Linked DNA regions of Zea mays: region 2 is linked to region 1. A link is a contact called in public Hi-C data. All regions are on one chromosome and are shown on one strand. The core of a region is the stretch at or near the end of the contact, and the rest is flanking DNA. Distances in the headings are between cores, read along the strand shown. Region 1 holds the start of LOC100193708. Region 2 holds the start of LOC103654420 (probable E3 ubiquitin-protein ligase ARI8).

The links. A called contact is a pair of places that touch in the nucleus more often than the background predicts.
Region 2: a Hi-C map of leaf shows a contact between it and region 1, with 4 times the contacts expected there. The contact joins the promoter of LOC103654420 here to the promoter of LOC100193708 in region 1. A contact is called at or near these places in 7 of 25 Hi-C or Micro-C datasets (ear, endosperm, leaf and 2 more).

The regions. Positions count from the first base shown.
Region 1 is chr4:199,926,388-199,932,183 of Zm-B73-REFERENCE-NAM-5.0, reverse strand. It overlaps LOC100193708, which reads left to right and starts at 2,828. Exons shown (of 11, transcript NM_001138800.1): 1 at 2,828-3,320; 2 at 3,898-3,992; 3 at 4,509-4,566; 4 at 4,652-4,846; 5 at 4,914-4,990; 6 at 5,110-5,192; 7 at 5,315-5,366; 8 at 5,483-5,551; 9 at 5,654-5,740. The coding sequence starts at 3,176.
Region 2 is chr4:200,139,478-200,145,273 of Zm-B73-REFERENCE-NAM-5.0, reverse strand. It overlaps LOC103654420 (probable E3 ubiquitin-protein ligase ARI8), which reads right to left and starts at 2,148. Exons shown (of 15, transcript NM_001328366.1): 1 at 1,825-2,148. The coding sequence starts at 2,019.

The sequences.
Region 1 (5,796 bases), core at 1,579-4,078:
TATTTAAATAAAGAAGAATCAAGATGTGTATAATGATATAGCACTTATATTCTATTTGTACTCCTACTACTTGGCATATTCAATATAATTAGTGTCATCTCGGTCATTCTTAAGTTCTCGTGCAAATTATGAAAGTTTTATAAAAGTTTCAAACGATTCTAAACTATATAGCATTAGATAGATCTTGATTTTAGGAACATAATAAAATTAGTTTCATATTTTTCTAAGCTAAGATGAATTTATTATGAATTTATAAAGATCAGTTCATATTTAATATTTTTCTGAAAAATACCGAGTTTATTACCGACGGTAAAATTCCGAATAAAAACAGTAATTTCCGGAAAATGGTCGGAAGAGACCCAAACCGTTTATGTTTCCGATTCCGAGTTTTTCTACCGATTTCGTTTCCGTATTTTCGGTAACCGTTTTCGTTTCCGTTTAGACCTAAATTTCGGTAAAACTTCGAAAACGATTCCCGGTATCCGAAAATTATCGTTTCCGTTTTGACCCCTAATAAATAGGTGAACAGTAAGTGTCCTGCATGAAGTATCTTTTCGAGGACCATAGCTTCGTGTTGCTCAGGCTTCGAAGAACCTTTGTGTCACCTTATGTTAAGGAGTCGAATGTATGTTTGTAAACTTATTTAATATAAAGGAAGGTGGAATGAAAATGTCAAGGTATATGAGATGAGTTTCACACTCTACTGCACATTTTTGTTTCATTTTATATTGCTCCACTCACATCTCCTTTCTTTTTTCATGGAAGACATTAGTCCTTCGTATTAACACCTCGGACAAGTGTTAAAACAAGGACCAATATTCACATATTTAACTTGTGTTACCTTGATTCTCAATACATTCAGAGAGGATTAAAATGAAGTATTCAACACGTAGCGAGAAGCAACCGTTCTCTACCATACGTCGGGCCTGTTTGGTTCAGCTTTTTTCTGATCGGCTTTTCCGAGAATCTAGTTGTGGGGAGAATCTGGCTGTGTAGAGAATATAAGTATCGTTATGATTACGTGTGGAGAAGATAAAGTTGTACATTGGGTTCAGGATCTATAAAGTGACGGATTACTACTATTGCGACGACTCAACCGATTATATGTTTATGTTGATTTTGAATGTTTTTTACCCAAACGAATTTTATAGAAGCTGGCTGAAAAGCTGAGTGTTTGGCAGTCCGCAGCAGCTTTTGGTGGCCAGAAGCTGCGAAAAGCCGAAACAAATAGGCACATCATGTCACGCACCTGAGATGCAGGCGTGGTGCTGCTTCTTCTGAACGTGTGCTCTCCTCTGAATTTTAAAACCATAGCGCCGTATGGATCAATCTTCCATGGCGGCAAGGGCAACACCGTCATGGCCGGCCAAGCATAATGCTCAACTAGCTAGGAACTGTACATGCGCTGCGCAACAAAGAAAAGAGGAAGAAAAAAAAAGTCCTCAAGATGCCTCTCTAGACCGGTGAAAGGTACTACACAGCGCGCTTTTGTGTGTGAATGGAAGGAGGAGACGCTTTTGAGAACAAATAAAATAAAATAAAAAAGCACACGTACACACACACGGTCTCGGCCTGCGGCGTTGGTATTTTTGCAGGGTCAAAGTCTCAAAAAGGAGCGTCTCGCCACACGCCTCAGCCGTCAGCCCTGAGCCCTCCAGTCCTGTCCAGTCCAATCATGAAAGCAAAGCTACACCATCCGCCGCTCGATCGGAGAAAGCTAGATGTATGTCTTTCACAAAGGTACGGTCAGCACGAAAGGAGGTTGAATTGTGTGAGAGAGAGAAAAAAAAAAGAAAAGTTAGAGAATTCTCGTCCAATAATAAAATGATTAATTTTGACTTTCACTATTTAGATTCTTTTTGCCCCCTAGTACATGCTTTGGCAAACGATTACAAAGAGGTATGGCTTGTTGGTTGCGGATTACTACGGATTTAATCAGATTACGGATATGATTTTTACAGTATTTTGTAAAAAATACAGTTACGTCTTCCACTATTTTATCTTTACAAATTACTTGTTTTTCGTTTTGTCAAACTACTCCATCCGTCACTCACCAACCCTCATCGCCATCGATACCCTACCCCGTCCCTCCTCTTGGTCTTAGTTAGAGATGGCCAAACGGGCCACCCGGCCCAACCCGTCAGGCACGGTTAGAAAACCGGGTCGGACCATCTAAGCACGAGGGCTCAATTTCCTGTCCGAGTTTGGCCCACAGCGGGCACGGCCCGTTTAGCACGAAAAAAGCGGACCGAAAAGCGGGCTAAGCGAGTCAGTAAGCACTTTTTAGTATAAAAAGCGGGTTTAACGAGCTTAGAGGTAAACGGGTCGTACCGGGCTATCTTACCGTGCCTAGTTTGTTGTTCAAACCCGACCTGTTTATTCGTGTCGAGCCGGCCAGACCCGCATGTAGAGATGGCCAAACGGGCCGCCCGGCCCGGCCCGGCCCGGGCCCGGTGAAGCCCGGCCAAAAACCGGGCCGGGCCTGCTGAGCCAGCGGGCTTAATTTTCTGTCCAAGCCCGGCCCACAGCGGGCCTAAACGGGCCGGGCCGGCCTGTTTAGCACGAAAAAAACGGGCCAAAAAGCGGGCTAAACGGACCGGTAAACACGTTTTAGTGTAAAAAAACGGGCTTAACGGGCTTAGAGGTAAACGGGCCGTGCCGGGCTAGCCCGCCGTGTCTAGTTTCCTGTCCAAGCCCGCCCGCTTGTTCTACCGTGCCGGGCTCGGATCGGGCCCAAAAAGCGGGCTTCGTGCCGGGCTCACGGGCCTCGTGCTTTTTGGCCATCTATACCCGCATGGAATCAGGCCGTGCTAGGCTCAGACCGACCCCAGACAGCAGGCTTCATGTCGTGGTTCTCGTGCTTGTTGGCCATCTCTAGTCTTGTCACAAGCGACGGCAGCAGAAACGCCCCGCAGCAACAAGGCCGCGCCCAATCCAATCTGCGCTGCGCTGCGAAAGGCCAGAAGAGCACACACAACACAGGTACAGCTAGCGCGCGCGGGCGGTGCGGGGCTGTCTGGCAATTACGCAGCCTTGGCAGCTTGCACCACCGCGCAAGCTAGCGCTGACGGAGGGAACAAGGGCTTGCGCGCGCACACAGGGAGGGGAGGGGACGCCTGCCGCCGATCGCCTGGTGGATCTCCCGGCGGCGGGCGAGGCAGCAGAGAGGGGACCAATGGCGCCGCCGGACGCGGGTGCGGCAGCAGCGTGCGGCGCGCGGTGGGTGAGGCGGGACACGCTGCTGGGCCTCGCGCTGGGCCAGTTCGTCTCGCTGCTCATCACCGCCACCGGCTTCGCCTCCTCCGAACTCGCCCGCCGAGGTACTACCGCTGCACCGCACTAGTCTACGCACGCCGCGTCGATCGGTTCGCCGCCGCCGACGACGACGACCGCGAGTGCTCCGTACTGTTGTGTTGCCTACTGTGGGAATTGTTGAGGGATCACGTCTCCGTGGAGAGATGAGATGAAATCGATCGAAATCTCAACTCTCCCGGGAGAGATTTGCGCTTTTGACTCTTCCGGTGGTGCAGCGAGCGAGCAAACCGGGGAATCTGGATCCTCTGCCGCAGACTCGCGCCGCTTTTTTTTTCTTTCTTTTTCTCCAGCTCGACACAGATTTTCTCTCTCTGTCTCTCTTTCCCAAAGAATATAAAATCTGTAACCCTTTTTTTCGACTACACATCGTGCCTGCCCTTCGCCCCTTCCGTTCCGCGCTTCAGTTTCAGTTGCCTCGCTCGGCTCTTTGACTAATCGTTTCACTGGGGAAAGGATTTTTTTATAAAAAAAAACGAATGTTTCGGTTTCAGTTGGATGTACACTCCTAGCTTTCGAGTTGACAAAGTTCAGTTCAGACTTGTGGTGAGTTGCCTGACACACACGCTTCACCACATTTTGCAGGGATCAACGCGCCCACCTCGCAGTCGCTCCTGAACTACGTCCTCCTCGCCGTGGCCTACGGCGGCGTCCTCCTCTACCGGCGGCAGCCACTCACGGTACGCAACGCAACGCAATCCTTCAAAGCAGCTCCAACTGCTACGTCAGAGTGAGCTATACCTATACAGTTTCATGCTCAGCGACGTAAAAGAACCCGGCCCGTTGATTCCTGTCCATCCGCGGCTTCTCGATCGCACGTCCATCCTTTTGTTGCCCTTATTCCACTTTGACCAACCAGTAGCTGGCTACGGCCGGATTCTTGCCCCCCCCATCCGACCCTCTCTCTACACCGTTGGAAGCTTGCTTGCTTTAATTTGTAGCCGACAACGACTATGAATTATGAACACGCACGTACTGCCTGTGTTATCTTGGTGTGTAGGACAGGAGCACAGCAGGATGGATTGATGCTTATTCTGATTCTGATTCTTTTCTCCCTTAGATTAGAGACTGTAACCACCAGACTCCTCTTTCGAAAGCATTCCGATTCCTGTTTCTCAAAACACACGGCTATGGCTAGCTAGGCCGCCAAGCAGCATCATAATGCATCTCGATCGCGCGTGCCCTTGTCTGTGCAGATAAAATGGTACTACTACTTAATACTTGGAATTATCGACGTGGAAGCCAACTACATCGGTACGTATACTAGCTACGTACACGTACTTAACTACTACGTTTTTCAGATCCCATTAACACAAACTAAACCACGCAATGCATGCAGTGGTCAAGTCGTACCAGTACACGTCGTTGACGAGCGTGATGCTGCTGGACTGCTGGTCGATCCCGTGCGTCATCCTGCTCACCTGGGTGTTCCTCAAGACCAAGTACGGGGCGAGGAAGTTCCTGGGCGTCGGGGTCTGCGTGCTTGGCCTCATCCTGGTCGTGTTCTCGGACGTCCACGCCTCCGACCGAGCCAGTAAGCGACCTGTTCTTTCCTCCCTCCCTCCCTCCCTCTTAGATTCTGACATATCTTCGTTCTGCAGAAGGGCCTAACCCGCTGAAGGGCGACCTGTTCGTGATCCTTGGTTCGATGCTCTACGCCTGCAGCAATGTCACCGAGGTAATTAAAAAAACCAGCGACCCGGCCGCTTGCATTATATTGGGTTTACCCGCCGCGCGCACGTGTTACCAGTGTTTAAATTTTACATGCACGGTCGGTGTGTCACTGGAACAATGCAGGAGTTCGTCATCAAGAAAAGCAACAGGGTGGAGCTGATGGCGATGCTGGGGCTTTTCGGAGCGCTTATCAGCGCCATACAAATGTATCCTCTGAAAGTAGCTCTAGCCCATTTTTTTTTGCCATATCCTACACCCTCCTCCTGTCCAAGGGAAATTTTTCTTCTTCTTCTTCTTTGCTGTTGTTTCCTTGACATGATGGCAACAGTAGTGTACTTGAGCGAGAAGAGCTTCACTCCATTACATGGACTAGTGGTGCTGTAAGTACTTCCCCCCACCCATCCCATCCTTCTTGTCTTCTTGCTAATGGTTCTCCCTTCTTGTCATGCATGGCCTTCTCTCTCTCTGCTGGCTGCTGCTGCTGCTGCTGTTTCAGGTGCTCCCTTTTCTCGGGTTCGCGGTAGCAATGTTCCTGTTCTACTCGGCTGTGCCAGTAATATTGAAGGTAGGTACTGTGGGACTGCTGAGCTAGCTTCACCGATGGCCCTCCTGAGTCCTGACTGCCGGTTTGTATTTTTTTCATGCATGGTTTTTTTTCTGACTGCAGTTATGCGGCGCGACCATGCTGAACCTCTCGCTCCTGACCTCGGACATGTGGGCTGTCCTCATCCGCATCTTCGCTTACCATGAGAAGGTTCGTTTTGTCATGGAGCATGCTCGAGTTCGTCGTTTCCAAGCAAAATGCTAGTG
Region 2 (5,796 bases), core at 899-3,398, 210 kb before region 1:
TTTTTAGCAATCCCCTGCAACTGCTCACTGCTTCTGCTCCACCACTCCATTTTAGTTTCTCCCACCACAGGAGTAAGACCTTTCCCAGCAGCTGAAACCAAAAACTCCTAGCAAAAACACACCCCACCAAAATGTGATCTATGGTTTCTTGCTCTTGGTCACACAGGACACATTTGTCAGGATGGCTAAGTCCTCTCTTCTGCAGACGATCTGCTGTCCAGTATTCCTAGTCTGATAAGATGTAATACGCTAGCTATATATGCCGGGAAGTTGAAGTAATAAAGCAAGCCAATTTAATCTAAATCTCTCTCTCGTCTGGTTCTTAAGATTTGGGGAAAGCATAGTCCCTTGCTAGGTTGCTCAAAACAGTGATACTAACAGTTGATTAAGAAGCAAAGGAAGTTCCTGCGGTGCAACTCTTAATCCCAAATTCAGCCGATTAAATCTCTCTCTCGTCTAGTTCTTAAGATTTGGGGAAAGCATAGTCCCTTGCTAGGTTGCTCATAACAGTGATACTAACAGTTGATTAAGAAGCAAAGGAAGTTCCTGCAGTGCAACTCTTAATCCCAAATTGAGCCCACACAAATCAACGCTCAGATTAAGAAGCAAACAGAGCTCCTGCAGTGCTACTTTTAAGCCCAATTCAGACCGCACAAATCAATACTTACCGGTGCATATAAAACAGGCGTCAGCAGCCACAGCACTGAAATGGTCATCAAAAAGTTCGTGGGAAATCCTCCGGAGACGCTGCCTGCTCTACCTCCAGTTCAAAATGGAGTTGTTGTGCCTACGCCAGAAAAAGCTTTGAAAGCTCGTTTATGCAGGGGCATGCGCAGATCTTAGTTCAGTGGAAGGATCAGCCCTCTTCTGCCGTTTCTTGGGAAGATGTTGACCAATTTCAGCAGGGGTATCCAGATTTCCAGCTTGAGGACAAGCTGTATATCGAGGGCAGGAGTGATGTTATGTGGGGCAGGACATATGGAAGGCGCCAGCGCCAAAAGGAATAAAGGAGTCCAGATACAGCTTGCTAAAACTAAATTAGAGAAGTACTCTATAGTGAGGAAAGGAATCTTAGCTTGGGTCATAGTCCTAGTACGAGTCAAGTGGAAGAGTCCTAGTATTAATTGTTACGTATTCCTAGTCTGATAAGATGTAATACGCCAGCTATATATGCCGGGAAGTTGAAGGAATAACGCAAGCCAATTTAATCTAAATCTCTCTCTCGTCTAGTTATTAAGCTTTGGGGAAAGCATAGTCCCTTGCTAGGTTGCTCATAACAGTGATACTAACAGTTAATTAAGAAGCAAAGGAAGTTCCTGCAGCACAACTCTTAATCCCAAATTCAGCCCACACAAATCAACGCTCAGATTAAGAAGCAAACGGAGTTCAGGCAGTGCTACTTTAAAGCCCAATTAAGACCACACAAATCAATACTTAGCGGTGCATATAAAACAGGCGTCAGCTTCCACAGCACTAAAATAATCACCAATTTGCACCATACCACCAGTTCTAATAGAAGTCTATGAACCGATCTAACACTTCACTGATTTATGAATGAATTGATCTGACCCGCTAGCGCTCCAGCACATTGCTACCACTCTAGCGCTCCAGATCGCCAAAATCCCCAGCTCACAGAAATATCGTCACATATGAAATGGAAGAACTGAGCTAAAAACAACAACATTCCATTCAAGCAGGAGCACGCGACCTTTTCAGCCTTTTCCAACACATCCGAACTCAAACCCCAAGATTCCGGCGATAACTAGAAATTATAAGCAAGGCATCGCCCTATCCGCCTCTTCGTGCTCGCAGCATCAGTCTCACCTGCTCGCGCCTAGAGACCACCTCGTCGGTCCCCTCGGCCTCGAGGCCCTCGTCGTAGTCCCCGGCCACCAGCTCCTCGCTCCCGCTGTTGCTCCCACCGTCGTCGCCCACGTCGCTGTAGCAGTAGTCGTAGTAGTCATCGTTGTCCATCACCTCCTCATCGCTGGCGGTGTTCATCTCCACGTCGGAGTCCATCCAGCCGCGGCACGAATCCGGCGATCGGGAGATCGCGCGGAGGCGAGGCGGGAAAGGGAGGGGCGATAAGGCTAGGGTTCCGGCCGGCCGGCCGGCCGGGTCGGGGCTCTGGGAGGGATAGGAGGAAAGGGGGCGGTGAGCGGAGGTCGGTAGAGTTGCGTGCCCGAGTCGGGGTGGGGCGCGTTTAATAGTCGTTTCTCTTGGTCTTTTTTGTGCCGTGGCCCGTGGGAGTCTGGAGGCTGAGACGGGAGTACGGGACTACAGGAGGGGAGGGGAGGGGTGCTCTTGGGAATGACACCCATCATGGCCAAACGCGGTTAAACTCCCTTCGTTTCCTTTTTAACTACATTTACTAGGTGGATGCCCGTGCGTTGCAACGGGAAGATAAAATATCACAATAACTCATGTACAAATATGGTATAATATTATAGAAAAAGGTTACAAATGTGTTATAATGTTTAGGAAAGAAAACAAAGCCACTGTCTGTGCATTCACTGGGACCTGAAAACATTAGGTGGACTAACCTCTCCACAGGACGAAAAGGCAATATAGTTGCAATTGCAAGCACACAAAAAAGTGGTCTGCACAAGAAAGTGTATATCATGGCAGATCTTCTTCGGACTTGAAAAATAATACACGAGAAAAAGAAGACATGAAAAATATGTAGTTCTACACGCATATTGTTGATGCACCATCGGTTTTGAACGAATCAACTTGTCTTACAATTTCTAATAATAGTCAAATATGTCGACAACCGTACATTAATTTAATCTTTTTTAGCGATACTGATAAGTCGTTGTTGTATGTTTGGAGGGATAGCATAGCGGCATGAATTCTCCTCGTAACTTAATAGATCAATTACAAAGTTCCTTCGAAGAATCTTTGTATCCTACACACAAAGACATAAGAGAACAATACTGTCGGCGTTTCGAGACAGGGGGGTCCCTAAGCCGACGAGTGAGTGTGCTGCGTGCCCCAGCCCAGATGGGTCGAGCGCGTGGGCGAGCGCGAAGGGGGGAGAGGCGAGGTGGCCGGAGTCGAGCGTGAGAGAGGTGGAAGTCCCGCGGCCTTCGTGTTCGTCCCGCGCCCAGGTCAGGTGCGCTTGCAGTAGGGGGGTTACAAGCGTCCACGCGGGTGAGGGAAGCGAGCGGCACCAAGAGAGCGCTTGTCCCGTCCTCGGTCCCGCGCGGCCAACCTTTTCTGAGAAGGCCCTGGTCCTCCCTTTTATAGTCGTAAGGAGAGGATCCAGGTGTACAATGGGGGGTGTAGCAGAGTGCTACGTGTCTAGCGGAGGGAGAGCTAGCGCCCTAGGTACATGCCAATGTGGCAGCCGGAGAGATCTGGGCACCCTGCTGGCGTGATGTCGTGGCTGTCGGAGGTGCGGCGGAGCCTGATGGAGGGACAGCTGTTGGAGCGGTCGAGTCCCTGCTGACGTTGTCCTGCTTCCGTAAGAGAGCTGGGGGTCGCCGTCGTCATAGAGCTTGTGGAGCGCCATCATTGCCCCTCCGGCGGAGCTGGCCGGATGAGACGCCGGTCTTGTTCTCCGTGACCCGAGTCGATTCGGGGTAGGATGATGATGGCGCCTCCTGCTGACGTGGCGGTCTGTGCCCTAGGCAGGGCGACGTGGGGGTTCCTCCGAAGCCGAGGTTGAGTCTGCCTTCTGTTGCCGTGGCCGAGCCCGAGCCAAGGGGTCGGGCGAGGCGGAAGTCGTCCGGCCGAGGCCAGGGCGGAGTCCGAGCCCTGGGGTCGGGCGAAGCGGAGTTTCGTCGTCTTCCGGGCCTTAGCCCGAGTCCGAGCCCTAGGGTCGGGCGGAGCGGAGTTCGCCGTCTTCCGGGTCTTAGCCCGAGTCCGAGCCCTGGGGTCGGGCGGAGCGGAGTTCGCCGTCTTCCGGGTCTTAGCCCGAGTCCGAGCCCTGGGGTCGGGCGGAGCGGAGTTCGCCGTCTTCCGGGTCTTAGCCCGAGTCCGAGCCCTGGGGTCGGGCGGAGCGGAGTTCGCCGTCTTCCGGGTCTTAGCCCGAGTCCGAGCCCTGGGGTCGGGCGGAGCGGAGTTCGCCGTCTTCCGGGTCTTAGCCCGAGTCCGAGCCCTGGGGTCGGGCGGAGCGGAGTTTGCCGTGGCGCCTTTGGCAAGGCATGTCTGCCTGTCAGACTCACTCCGTCGAGTGGCACTGCAGTCGGAGTGGCGCAGGCGGCGCTGTCCTTCTGTCAGACTGGCTAGTGGAGCGGTGGAGTGACGGCGGTCACTTCGGCTCTGCCGGGGGCGCGTGTCAGGATAGAGGTGTCAGGCCACCTTTGCGTTAAATGCCCCTGCAATTTGGTCAGTCGGTGTGGTGATTTAGTCAAGGTTGCTTCTGAGCGAAGCCAAGGCCTCGGGCGAGCCGGTGATGTGTCCGCCATAAAAAGGGGGCCTCGGGCGAGACGGAAGTCTCTCGAGGTCGGCTGCCTTTGGCCGAGGCTAGGCTCGGGTGAAGCGTGATCGAGTCACTCGTGTGGACTGATCCCTGACTTAATCGTACCCATCAGGCCTTTGCAGCTTTATGCTGATGGGGGTTACCAGCTGAGAATTAGGCGTCTTGAGGGTACCCCTAATTATGGTCCCCGACAGTAGCCCCCGAGCCTCGAAGGGAGTGTTAGCACTCGCTTGGAGGCTTTTGTCGCACTTTTTTGCAAGGGGACCAGCCTTTCTCGGTTGCATTTCGTTCCGGCGGGTGCGCGCGAGCGCACCCGCCGGGTGTAGCCCCCGAGGCCTCGGAGGAGTGGTTACACTCCTTCGAGGTCTTAATACTTCGCTTAACGCTTCGGCTGGTCTGGTCGTTCCCTCATGCGAACTGGTCGTAGCCCGGGTGCACGGTCGGGGCCCAAGCTCTCGGGCTGGTATGTTGACGCTGTCAACGATTTGGCCGGAGCCGGTTTTTGCGAGAGCAGACCCCGAGCCTCTGCACAGGGCGAGAGGACGATCAGGGACAGACTCGACTTTTTACATACGCCCCTACGTCGCCTTTCCGCAAGGAGGAGGGGGGGAGTGCGCCATGTTACCCTCGATGGGCACCGAACATGGTGTCTCCGGTGAGCTGCAAGCGGGTAATCCGAGTGGACGTCCGTGCCCCGTTCGTTGGGGGTCGGCTAGGGGCCCAGAGGCACGCCCAAAAGTACCTGCGGGTGATTTTCCGGACCCGGTCCCCTGGCGACGGGGTCCGAGGGCTCGATGCCTCCCTCCGATGGGATTCCGTTACAAGATCGTTCCCGCTGGTCTCGGAAATGTCCTAGGGTACCTCGGGAGCGCAGCCCGAGCCTTGGTTATGTATCGAACGTACCCCTGGTCATCCCTCGCTCGGCGTCTGAGGCGACTATGAACCCTTCGGGGGCCAGCCTTCGAACCCCTGATCAGTAATGGGCGCGGAGCCCGAGTAGCCTGAGGCGGCCATGGAGCCCTTCGGGGGGCTGGCCTTCGAACCCCTGACCAGTAGTGGGTGTCGGGCCCACGCGATCTGAGGCGACTGTTGAACCCTTCGGGGGGCCAGCCTTCGAACCCCTGATCAGTAATGGGGGGCTCGGAGCCCGGTTCCTTCGCGGAGAAGGATCCCTTTCGGGGTATCCCCCTTTCCCGGTCCCTGTTGCAAGAGATAGAGAAAGAGGAAAACGGAAAAGGATACGAAATCGGACGACGTGGCGTACCTTTTCTGACGCGTTTATTACGGCGAAGGTGAAGCGTCGCGCGCTCCTCCTGCCTGAGGTGCCGCGTGTCCCGCCGCGGAGTTAATGCGACGGGGCGAGTGGTTGG